Linked DNA regions of Gossypium hirsutum: region 2 is linked to region 1. A link is a contact called in public Hi-C data. All regions are on one chromosome and are shown on one strand. Each heading gives the region's core, a stretch centred on a gene start, on an enhancer-like site or on the middle of the called end of the contact. The rest is flanking DNA. Distances are from core to core; before and after follow the strand shown. Region 1 has its middle 8.3 kb from the start of LOC107914828. Region 2 holds the start of LOC107914835 (transcriptional corepressor LEUNIG_HOMOLOG).

Region 1 (6,250 bases), core at 1,920-4,419:
ACATATTTATTTTTTATTTTAATTCCAACAATTTCACTCGACTCAAATTTTATTTCACTCGACTAGATTTAAAAAATAATTTAAATTGAGTTAGGATGATAGTCAACTCGAGTAACTTGAATATTTCGTTTCACTCGATGCAATTTGACTTGATTCGATCAAACACTTACTCTTACTTCTCTTTTCTAACCCAAAAATCGTAGCTGCCACTACCACCTCCTTTAAAGATGTCATTTGGGTTAGAAGTGAGAAGAGCATAAATATTAAGGAAGAAAAAAAATTAATTAATAAATAAATAAATAATGAAAACATTTCGTTAAATTTAACAGTGGAATGGTTAATTTGGTCAATTTTTTTAACGGTGGTAATTAAATTAACAATTTTTATCAGCGATCGAAATAAAAACAATCAAGTGACTAACATGATAGTTTATCCTAAATTTTAATATTAGAAATTCTTTAATTTATCCAATTTAAAAATGCTTTTTCGATGTCGATCGAGTCTTAGCTCAGGCATAATACTGTTGCCAATGCAGGGGAACGTGTGTTCGAGTGTGTTGAAGCGCATTATTCTCTTATTTATGGGTTGGGAAGGGGTTATAAATAATTTTAAAACTTTATATAAAAAATCTATTAAAAAGGAAAAAAGTGCTTAATCGGGTATATTAGATAAGCCTCGTCACTTATTATCCCCAGTCTCATTAGAACTTCTTCTGCCTTGTTATCGTTGATCTTTTGTATTGACATTTACCCTTTTGTCAAATAAATAAATAAACCATCGTAAATTCGTAATTATGCAGTGTAATAGTAATAAACACTAAATATGCAAATATGATTATAGAGTAATAAATAAACAATTAAAAATTTCAAAACAATATATATTAAGTTTCCCTAATTGAAAAACTGCATATATATTATTCCATGGGATGAACGGATTTTGTTGTAAGTTTTAATTAAAATATATTATATTTAAACATGAAAACATTTAAAGAAATTAATTCTGCTAATAAAATAATATATAATTACAAAAATAAAATGGTAAGTTTTTTTTTATACAAAGTTTAGAATTACTTATAACCTCTCTCCAATCTTGATAAACGCGTTTTAACGAGTTCGAACTCATATTTTCTTACACAGACAACAATAACAATGTCAATAAAATTAAGACTCTATTAACAAAATTGATAATGATTAATGTCATAACCAATAATATTATAATGAAATATGTCATAAATAAAGATTCAAAATTTGTGAAAGATATAATTAATTATAATAATAATTTTTATGTGAATATAAATCATTAAGGTTGGAACAACGAAAAAGTATTGTAACTTAATTTAGTATGAAGTTTTTAAATTTTGTATTGAAAATAAGGTAATAAGTAGGAGTGAAGCCAGTAATTTTTTGGGGTCGAGATTAAGTTATATATTAATCAAGGATATGACTAATACCATGGTGATCAAGCTCTTAGGCCGAAACATTGGGTATGCTACGCTTCAAAATAAAGTGTATTCTCTGTGGAAGCCTTCTAAGCCTTTTTATTTGATGGGCATAAAGAATTGGTATTTTTTGGCTAAGTTTTAGAGTTCTGAGTATTTTGAGCGAGTTTTATCTCAGGGACCCTGGATCATTTATGGGAAATACTTAACGGTGCAACCATGGTCCATTGAATTTGATCCTGTTAAGTCGTTCCCTTGTGTAGTCATGTTGTGGATCCATCTTCTAGAACTTTCGGGGCACATGTATAAGCGAAAAAATTTGTGAGAAATTGATAGGATGATTGGAAAAGTAGCTAAATTAGATTTGAATATAGGTAACAAAGCTCGGGGTCGATTCGTGAATATGGCAATCTATGTCAATCTTGAAAAGCCATTGGTGTCGCAAGTTTTAATTAATGGAGTTATTCAGAAAATTGAATATGAATACTTGCCTACGGTATGCTTTTCGTGTGGTTGTTACGGCCATGCTAAAGAGTTCTATAAAACAAAGAAAACTAGTCTGGGATCAGTAGCAGACGCATCTTCCACTGATGGAGGAAACAATAAGACGGATACCACGATGGTGGTTGACAGCAGTGTTGGTGAGATAGAACCCTATGGTCCATGGATGTTGGTGCAATGTAGGAAGAGGCGAAATTTCAGTGGTTCTCGCAAGATCGAAGCCACAAATCAAGGAACTTTGATGGGTAAATCCCGAATTAATGATTTGGAAAGTATTAATGGCAATTACGAGTGAGCAAAACTCGATTCGATTTGAAAAAATAGAAAAAAATTTGAATTATTCAAGTTAACTCGAATAACTCGATTCAAGATTCGAATTCAAGTCTAGTTGAATTTCACAATTTGAATAACAAATTGGTGTAAATACCCTTCTGGTCCCTGTCAACTTTAAAAATAAGCAAATTAGTCTCTCTCAACAAAAATTACAGAATAATTCAAAATAATTTCCAAAAATTCAAAATAATTTTTAAAATTCAAAATATTTATAAAAATTTCAAATTTTATATTTAAAAAATTTATAAAAATTCTACAAAATTCTAAATATATATATAAAAAAGTTAAAATTTTAAAAATTTTCTAAAATAATAATTTTGGGGACCTAATTAACTATTCAAATTTATCGTACTCAAGTATATATGTTTTTTATTTTTCTTTGAATTTTTTTCAAATATATATGGTTTCAAATTTATGTGCTATGACATGGAATTAGTCATACTGTAATAATATTTTTATTTGACATGTTTAATTTTTTTAATTTAACTCGATCAATTTCACTCAATTCGACTCGACTCAAATTTGATTTCACTGGATTTGATTCGAAAAAAATTTCAAATTGAGTTAGAATGATAAAAAAAAGACTCGTAAAATCGATTAACTTGAATTTTTTTTCACTCAATTCGACTAAACGCTCACCCTAACTATAATAAGGCATCTCTAGAAGATAGGATGGAAGGAGATTCTGCCTTTTTCACGGCAAAGATAAGATCCCACACTCAATTTTTTGGCAGAATATTGTTGCGAGCTCGGTTCATAAGGGGATAACAAGGGCTAAGGTCGGAAATAAAGAGGTGGAGAGCAATTTAATTTCGGCTAAGGTTGGAAGGTCGGTTCAAGAAGGCGAAGTGGGCTCCTTTAATCAGGTGCGAGTGGGTGCTATGGTAGGAGGCCCAAAAGTAACCCGTAGGTTGGAGGGTCCTCCAGACGAGACTGGGACAGAGTGATGAAGCCCATTCTGTTCTAGGCCTAAGAGAGGTTGCTGCTCCTATTGCATACGGTAACATTACTGCTTCTTATTCTTTTCATGTTGCACATAAAGGGAGTGAGGAAGTGGTAAATACTATCCCTTCTTCCAAATTTAATTCCAGTTTTTCGTCCAATTTTAACCCGATGTTTGAGAGGATGTTAGAAGTGCCGGTTAAAATGAAGGAAGGTGTTTTGGATCATTCCAAACATTCGGATGTGATTTTTAAGGAGAATGTTCAACCGAATCAAGGTACCAAAATGGGGATGTTCATAAGGGTATTTTGGGTAGAAAAAAATTTACGGCAGAGTTGCAACCGTTGGAGAGAATTTGGAGGAGGTCGTAAAGGTAGAAAACTTAGTAAAACCATTAAAGATAGAGGGAATACGTTCAAAATTTCATCTTCACGGGCTCTCTTATTTGACTCGGTTAATAGTTTGGTTGAACTTATTAATTCACAAATTGAGCAAGAAAATGCTCAAGAGGATCCAAAGGGTGACGGAAAGCATTTGGTTTCTAAGGATGCTTCTCGGCAGTAAGATTAGTTTTGTTTTGTCTGGGATTATTATTTATGGACTTAAATTTGTCTATTTTTTCGTGGAATTTTCAAGGATATGTGAATGCAAAATTCCCTCGTATTTTCAAGGAGTACTATTTGGCACATAAGTTGGATATTGTTAGCTTATTAGAGCTGAGGGTTAGTGGAAGAAAGGCAGATGAAATCATAGCTAAGTTGGGATTTCAGCATTCTTATCGGGTTGAAGCTATCGAGTTTTTTGGTGGTTTTTGGCTTGGGTGGATAATTTCAGTTAGGTTGGAAGTGGTATGTAATCATCCACAATTCATTGTGACAAGATTTTTTAGTAATATTCTGTCACAATTTGTTCTAATGGTTTTTGTCTATGGAAGTCCAAATAAGAAGAAAATGAGTTTGGTCTAAGAGGATTTGAGGCATTTCGTTCCTTCTAAATCGATTCCTAGGATAACAATAGGGGATATCAATGCAATTCTATCTCCAAGTCATAAGTCTGGAGGTAGATCTTGTGGGAAAAGATGCCATTCTTTCAGGGAATTTGTGGAATCAAATGATCTACATGATTTGGGATTCAGTGGTCTTTTGTTTACCTGGAACAGAGGGAGAACATTTGAGAGACTTGACCAAGCTATGGGAAATGCTGTTTGGGTTCATAAATTCCCAAATTGTAGGATTAGCCACTTAACAAGGATCAAATCAGACCATAGGCCTCTTTGTCTTATTTCTAGACCAAAGCTAAGCCTTCCTGTGGGATGACCTTTTCAGTTTTGGGTGGGATGGTCTGAACATCCGAAATTTTTAGATTTTGTAAGGAAAAAAATAGAGTTTTAATGGTAATATGTTTGATTCGCTATCTAAGTTTACATCTAGCACCAGAGAATTGAATAAGTTTGTATTTGGTCATATTGGCACTCGTAAAAAGAAGCTACTTAACATTTTATTTGGCTTAAAGAAGGCGATGGAATATTCAGGTTGTACTCTTTTGGCTTAGTGAGAGTTGGAGGTTAGGGAGAAGCCAGATTCAATTCTTCATCATAAGGAATTTATAACAGCCCAAACCCGACCTAGACGTTATAGTTGAATCTGAAGGAGTTACATCGACTCGTCTGAAAAACTAATTAAAAATCCAGCTTAGAAATCGTGTGATATGAAATCTTAATCTAGCTAAGTTCATACGAGTTTTAGGAAATCTCAAATTTGAAAACACCTATTTCATAGCATTATATGTTAAACATTTATTTATAAAAACAACGAAACTTTCAAAAATTGCAATCTAACTTTAGTAATCGCGTGATTTCAAACTATTAATTTTTTGGGAAAACTCTTACATTGTTATTTAGAAAAACTCATCCGCAGAACTTATTCATTTTACGGAAAAGCATTTTGTTTGATACTTAATTTTGCAGTGGATATTTTCAGAGCTTTTAAGTTTTGAAAACCGAATTCCAATTTGTCAAACTCATATGGTTTTGCAGTTTTACGTTTAAGAACACTCAAAAACCGACGAATAGATCAAAAACCCAAAAACAAAATTAAATCCGAAAACTTAGTCCAAAAATCAAAAGTCCAGAAATCTTAATTAAAATAAAGGTGAAGCTAAGCTGTCAGACAGATATTGCGGTTTAACCGTCGTAATTACAATAATATTGACAAAATACACTTCCTCCATCACATATCAAACCCATCTCGATGCATATGCATAAATAAACTAACACATATATTCTATAAACAAATGTCATGCATACTTTTCATACATAATCATGCTTTTGGAGTTATCAGAACACAAATCATACATATATTTTTCACATACCTTACTTGTATCACATATAGACATATATCAACAGATGTCACATTTCAAGTCTTATTTAAGCCAAATGGACCCCACAAAATGTTTAATTATGAATTTCAGAGTCAAAAGGGCCTAGGTGAACCGAAAAATGGGCCCATACAACTTAAATGGCTAGCCTATGTAGCCCACACGACCTACTAGATTTGCCCATGCCCTACATGACCTACCCGAATTGCCCATATAATCACATAGCCTAACATACGGCCAACCACATGCCTGTGTGGCCCAGATGGCCTAGCACACGGTTGTGTGATGAATAGCAGTTTCGAAACAGCCACTATTTTTTTGGTTTTTCTAAGTTCTAGTCAAATTTTCGGGATAGAAAAACACACCTAAATTATTTTTGATGTAGAACCACAAACGCGAACAATGGAACCTAAAATCAATATTTATACAATGATATCAGTAATGAATTACTAATTTCCAAGTAACACTTCCAAACAAAAATGCTACCATAAGCATTCTAACCCAAAAATTAGCCTCTTGGATGTTCGATTACTTACTCAAACTATCACAATAGTTCCTAACACTTCTAATTCGTAAGAGAATTATTCGCTCCATGACCTTCACCTAACAGATTTATTGAATCAATTAGAACATAGATTATTATATTACTAACTTCACCCA
Region 2 (6,250 bases), core at 2,033-4,532, 660 kb before region 1:
CTGAGTTACACGGGTGGAGATATGGGCTGGGACACGACCGTGTGGCCCCAAAATGAACCTTAAAACATAAGTTTACCATTTCAAGTTTGCTTGGACCTTACGAAACTCAAATACCAACTAAAATACCAATTCAAAATGATATTAATCGAGCCAAAAACACATCAAAACAAACCGAATATGTACCTAACCAATGTCGCCTCATTGGTACCACAAGTATATACAATTTTACAACACAATAAACATTGATTCAATTTATCAATTCACTCAAGCAATACATAATCAAAATACCTATCAAAGGTACCACAATTACAACATTTCAATTATATATATACCATACATACTAGCATATCACTTATACCTCATTCTCATATAATATGTAAGTTGATTATTTGCACAAAATATCATTCATAACATTTACTTAAGCCAAACATTAACCAAAATCACACAAAAGCCTATACATGCCATATAATCTGAATTAAATGTTTCAAAAACTATCAAGATAAGCTAGATAGTGTGACTTGAGTGCCGATCTGATCGTCCAACCTTCCGAGAATCTACAATGACATTAAACAACACAAGTAAGCTTAATGAAGCTTAGTAAGTTCGACGAGTTATACGATAAATCTTACCGAACTAACTATAATAATGCAAACAATAATAATCATCCAAGAGAACTCCCTATCATTCACAACTTCAATCGATCAATTCATCCATGTTCAAATTAATATGAAATAAATAACATATCTTTCAAATTCATTAACAGATTAGCTTACCGAAAATTTCCATTTGAAGAATGACTTATGGGTAAGAGTACATCGTCAACAGAAGCTCATAAGAGCTGGTCCACCCGAACATGCCAACAAAAGCTCATAAGAGCTTAATAGAATCTCGTAAGAGCTGAATAGAAGCTCGTGAGAGCTAATCCACCCAAATCACACCAAATAGAAAGTAAAACGTGAGAGTTCGGAACAAATGCTAAACTCTGGCTTATATGGGTAATATGTCAATATCTCCCTCCAATACCATCTCCACTCCAAATCCCCGTCATACACCAAACACGAATGTACTCAAATCCCGCGTTCAATCCAAACTGAGTATTAAATTCGATAATATAATTCCAACAATAATTCAATTCTAACAATAGAACATATATATAATAACAATCATCAATTTATACAAATGTTAAATTTTAACCGTACGAACTTACTTGGACTGAATTGTAGTCGCTGCAGAGGTTCAAGGACTATTCTGCTATTTTTCCTTTTCCATGAGTATTTAAGAGATTTTGATCTAAAATGTAAAATTCTTCATTTATTAACATATATTTCAATTCCAAAATATTTTACAATTAATACCCTTTTACTTTTCAAAATTACACAATTACCCCAAACTTTTACCATTTTTGCAATTTAGTCCCTTAACCCGAAATTCATCAAATTAACCATTTTTATAAATTAAATATTTTATCCAAATATACTAGGCTCTCAAAAAGCCCCTAATAAATATCAAATTCTCTATTAAACCCTAAAATTTTGACATTTTCATAATTTAATCCTAAAATTAAAATTTAACAAAAATCACTTTACAAAATCATCACACAACACAATAAAAGCTCCAAATACATGATATTCATCAAAAACATCCAATATTCAACAATGGAAACTTCCAAAATTTTTAACAGAATCAAAAACGAAGGTACGGGCTAGCTAGACCTAGTTGCAACGATCTCAAAAACATAAAAATTACAAGAAAACGATTCAATTTCCTTACCATGCAAAGATAAAAGATGGAAAAAAAAAGCTTCCTAGGTCATCAAGAAGAGAAAAATGAGAAAAATAAACCTTTTGTTTCAATTTGTTTCTTTAATTTTGAATAAATTACAAAATTACCATTAAAACCTTTTATTTTATCATTTTCCTTTAATTAGCCGTCCCACTACTTAAATTAAGGCTTAATTATCCCTTAAATTCTTTTACTTAAATTAAGGCTTAATTATCCCTTAAATCCTTTCTCAAATAATAATTAACCATTTAATCACCTAAATGCTAAAATTAACAAGTTTTGCACCTTTTTCAATTTAGTTCTTTTTCTTTAATTAACTATCTAGACGATAATATTTTTAAACCAAATTTTAATATGACTATATTGACTCTATAAATATTTTAAAAATAATATTTACAAGTTGACATGACGGAAATTTGTGGCCCCGAAACCACTGTTCCGTCACCACTAAAAATCGGGCTGTAACAAAATATGAAACTTGCATTTAGATATATTTTGCTAGGGGCTTTAGGGATTTGAGAAAGAAAAAAACAAAATAAAATTTGCAAACAAAATTTTGGATAAAACAACATGAAGTTGTTGATGTGATTGAAAGTATTCATCAAAGGTAAAAACAAATGAGTTTTAGTTTGAAAATTTTAAGATTTTTATAAAATAAAAATTTAGAAGAAATATTAGTTTACCTTTTTTTTAGTTTTAGTTTTAAGAATTTTTTAGATTTATACATATTTAAAAATATTTTTTTTTATTTTTTTAAAATTATGATTTTTAATTTTTTTATAATAATTTTTAGTCTAATATTTTTTTTAAAGAATTTGTTTACAATTATTGTTAAGAAAACTTTAAAAATATTAAAAATATTTTTTAATTATAACTGAGAAACCAAATTAACTGTTAACTTTTTGAATTAATGTACAATATTACTTTTTTTAACGAAAATTAGCAATCGAGTGATAAAAATATAACAAATTGATAACATTAGTAACTATTATGTAGTATTTGAAAGTTGGGTGATCGAAATATAATTTTAAATAAAATTTGAGAATAATTGATGTAATTTACCCTAAAAATATTTATATATATTTATAAATCGAATCAAATTCGTGCATGTTTTATATTGGTTAATTTTTTAAGGTTTATCTTATTTATTTTTTATATCATTAACTTTTTATAATTAGTTTTAATTTATTAAAATTCATTAATCTAATTTTTATTTTAAATTTATTCATTCATAATAATCAGAAATATAAACATTTTAAAAATATTCCAAAATTTAAAATTTTTATCGAAATGCAGTCTAAGAAATTAGGGAAGTGTTGTGAGATTAGGAATTCTTTTTCATATTAAATTACCTATTTATATCAAAAAAAGAAAAAGAAAAGAAAAAACTTAGAAGTATATATAAAAGCATGTGGTGGGTCCTTTTGCTGACGTGGTGTGTGAGAACTGAGAAAGTCCGAACCAACTATTCTGAACTTCAAGGACTCCAAACCTGAGGTTTGTTGAGTCAGATCCCGAGTACCCGAATCTCTGGTTTGGATCTTATTCAAACTCTCCCTTTTGGCCATTTTCACTTATGTTAACTATCATAGATATCAAATCAACTTATTAAAAGGAAAACCCTAATTCCATTTATAGCTTCCTTTTCTGAATTCATAAGGTCTTACCTTTTTCCTTCTTCTTTAATTTAATCTCATCTTTTATTAAGATGCTTTATGGAAATTTATGATTTTTTTTAAATTGTTTCTTATTGAATGCAGAAACCAATATTAGATCGCTTCTTCACTAGGTCAAGAGTGGTAATGCAGGCTTTGATCTATTGACTTGATCCGTTGAATTGCTCCCTTTAAGGTTAGTTTTGATCAACGTAGTTTCATGTTTTACAATTATAATATCTTGTACTAAATTTGTAAACTTTTTTGGTAAATCGAATTTTTAATTTAACCCTACATCAATTTTGCTTTGCTTTGTTTTGAACAGTTAATTAATTTGTTTTTGAGCTGAAACGATGGCGCAGAGTAATTGGGAAGCAGATAAGATGTATCTATATGATATTTCAGAAAATGAATATTATTTTTAGTTTAATTTGATTCCTTTACTTCTATTTAAATTTTGGTTGGCAGGCTTGATGTTTATATATATGATTATTTGGTAAAGAAAAAACTGCATGTCACTGCAAAGTCCTTCATGACAGAAGGGAAAGTCGCCCCGGATCCAGTAGGTAAGAATTGGTTTTGACTATGTACAATTTCTGTTAGTTAATTCATGACATTGTGTGACTGAAGATTTTATGCAGAAATGGAGTTCTTATATGAATCTGTTTTTACCTAAGTTACATTGACTTTTGACTTTACCTAAAAGTACCTTGTCGTACTTTTCTTGGGCATTTTAAATGGGTATGCCATTTAGATTCTTAACATTAATGTAAGAAATGCCAAATTAATGGTCGTAATGGAGGGGGTAATTTTTCTTTGGAATTAAAGGTTATACTTTGCTTGGTTATGTTGTAATTGTGTAGCATATTGTTGGTTGAGGGAATCTGGTTTTACAAGTGATTTATTGAGGACTTGCTTGTTTACCCAGCGATTGATGCTCCCGGTGGGTTTCTTTTTGAGTGGTGGTCTGTCTTTTGGGACATATTTATATCGAGAACAAATGACAAGCATTCAGAGGCTGCTGCAGCATACATAGAGGTGACTTCTTACAACTTTAGCAAGTATTATTGTAAGTACCTTGTCATTTCTTCAATTTATACCAAATGATTTGAACCATTATGGATTTACTTACAGGCACAACAAATCAAGGCAAAGGAGCAACAGCAGTTGCAGATGCAGCAGTTGCAACTGATGCGTCAAGCTCAGATGCAACGCAGGGATCCTAATCATCCTTCTTTAGGTGGTCCTGTAAATGCAACTGGCTCTGAAGGAATGCTAGGGCAGTCAAATGCAAGTGCATTGGCAGCAAAAATGTATGAAGAGCGCATGAAACACCCAAATGCAATAAATTCAGAGACATCCCAGCCACTTCTTGATGCTAGGATGGCCCTCTTAAAATCAGCTACAAATCATCCTGGGTAAATATACTTGTACATTTTAGGTAAGGTATTTTGTCTATTGCGATTAACATTTTTCTGGTTAATGACAAATCAAAATTGTCTCTGATGCAGTCAGTTGGTTCAAGGAAATCAAGGAAGTGTAACTGCAGCATTGCAACAAATTCAGGCATTGATTCTACTAACTTTTTTTTGCTACTTGGAAAAAGTTCTTTCTGTATTTGCTGCAACATTTTGCAATCAATCTCTTTCTGTTTTCTTGAACTAATATATATATATATATATATCCTTGCAGGACATTAAGGGTGATGTGAATTTGGGCGGTCCACAGAGAGCCATGCCCATGGATCCCTCCTCAATTTATGGACAGGGAATCATGCAGTCAAAACCTGGAATAGGAAATACAGGTACTCTTTGTAACTACTGGTGTTATATTCACTTTGCACCATTCACCTTGCTGCATACTAATGAGTTTCATTTCCATAACCTAACTTCTAATTACCTTGTCATGGATTTATTGATTTACTATAACATTATGTCATTTCCATTCAGCCTCTACAAAAATTTTTATATTTGGTTTCATCACAGTCCATCTTATCTTTCCTACCTTATTCAACTCACGTGCTTCTAAATTTGGCCAATATGATCCCAAAAGTTTCAAAAGGAAAGCTAGTAGGTTAGGTGTTTGCTTGTGGGCTACTGCAAGATATGCTTAGTGCGCTGTAACTTAAGATAATTGGGTGATTCTCTAGTTTGGCACTGTCGTTTGCTAAATCTAGCTACTCTAAAAAAATACTGCATGAAGTTGCTGTTTCTATTTTGTCTGGTTTATTTCTCTTTTGAAATGAAGGCACCATATATAATAACTTTTGGTTCTGTAGTTTATTAAATCGAGGCATTCTTGTATATATTCTTATATTTCCATGCTTACTTTTCTTCTTTAAGGTTTGAACCCTGGAGTTGGTAGCCTTCCGTTGAAGGGTTGGCGATTAACCGTAAGCTTTAAACTAGACTTGTGTCCTTAATTTTTATTTTCCATATTTGGGTTATTGTCCTTAATTGACTCTGTCCTATTTTACAGGGCATTGATCAAATTCGGCCAAATTTAGGTGCTCAAGTGCAAAAGCCATTCATACAGAATGCAAACCAGTTTCAGCTTTTGCCACAGCAGCAACAACAACAGGTCTTAGCGCAGGTCCAGACACAAGGAAATATGGGTAGTTCCCCTATGTATGGAGATATGGATCCTAAAAGATTTTCAGGACTATCTCGAGGCACCTTAAATGCAAAAGAAGGCCAGCCAATTGTCAATGATGGATCTATAGGTTCTCCAATGCAATCAACTTCATCAAAAGTAAGGTTTCCCTTCCAGAATTAGTTTTAACTGTTGTATTATTCCCTATTGTCAAATATACC

What was found. Hi-C and Micro-C count contacts between places; a contact is called where the count stands out from the background.
Region 2: a contact with region 1 is called in a Hi-C map of leaf, with 2.2 times the contacts expected there. The contact joins the promoter of LOC107914835 here to the enhancer-like site in region 1. A contact is called at or near these places in 2 of 34 Hi-C or Micro-C datasets (both in leaf).

The regions. Positions count from the first base shown.
Region 1 is chrD10:28,933,605-28,939,854 of Gossypium_hirsutum_v2.1, reverse strand. No RefSeq gene overlaps it. Among protein-coding and RNA genes, the nearest start is that of LOC107914828, 8.3 kb to the left of the region's middle. Within about 2 kb of position 3,169, at least 8 of the 9 cell types and tissues checked have an H3K27ac peak or open chromatin away from gene starts, as enhancers often do. A contact at or near this core is called in leaf, where this site is marked.
Region 2 is chrD10:29,592,383-29,598,632 of Gossypium_hirsutum_v2.1, reverse strand. LOC107914835 (transcriptional corepressor LEUNIG_HOMOLOG) reads left to right here and starts at 3,282. Exons shown (of 20, transcript XM_016843880.2): 1 at 3,282-3,442; 2 at 3,543-3,633; 3 at 3,763-3,822; 4 at 3,906-4,003; 5 at 4,366-4,475; 6 at 4,572-4,855; 7 at 4,949-5,003; 8 at 5,130-5,241; 9 at 5,780-5,829; 10 at 5,916-6,188. The coding sequence starts at 3,791.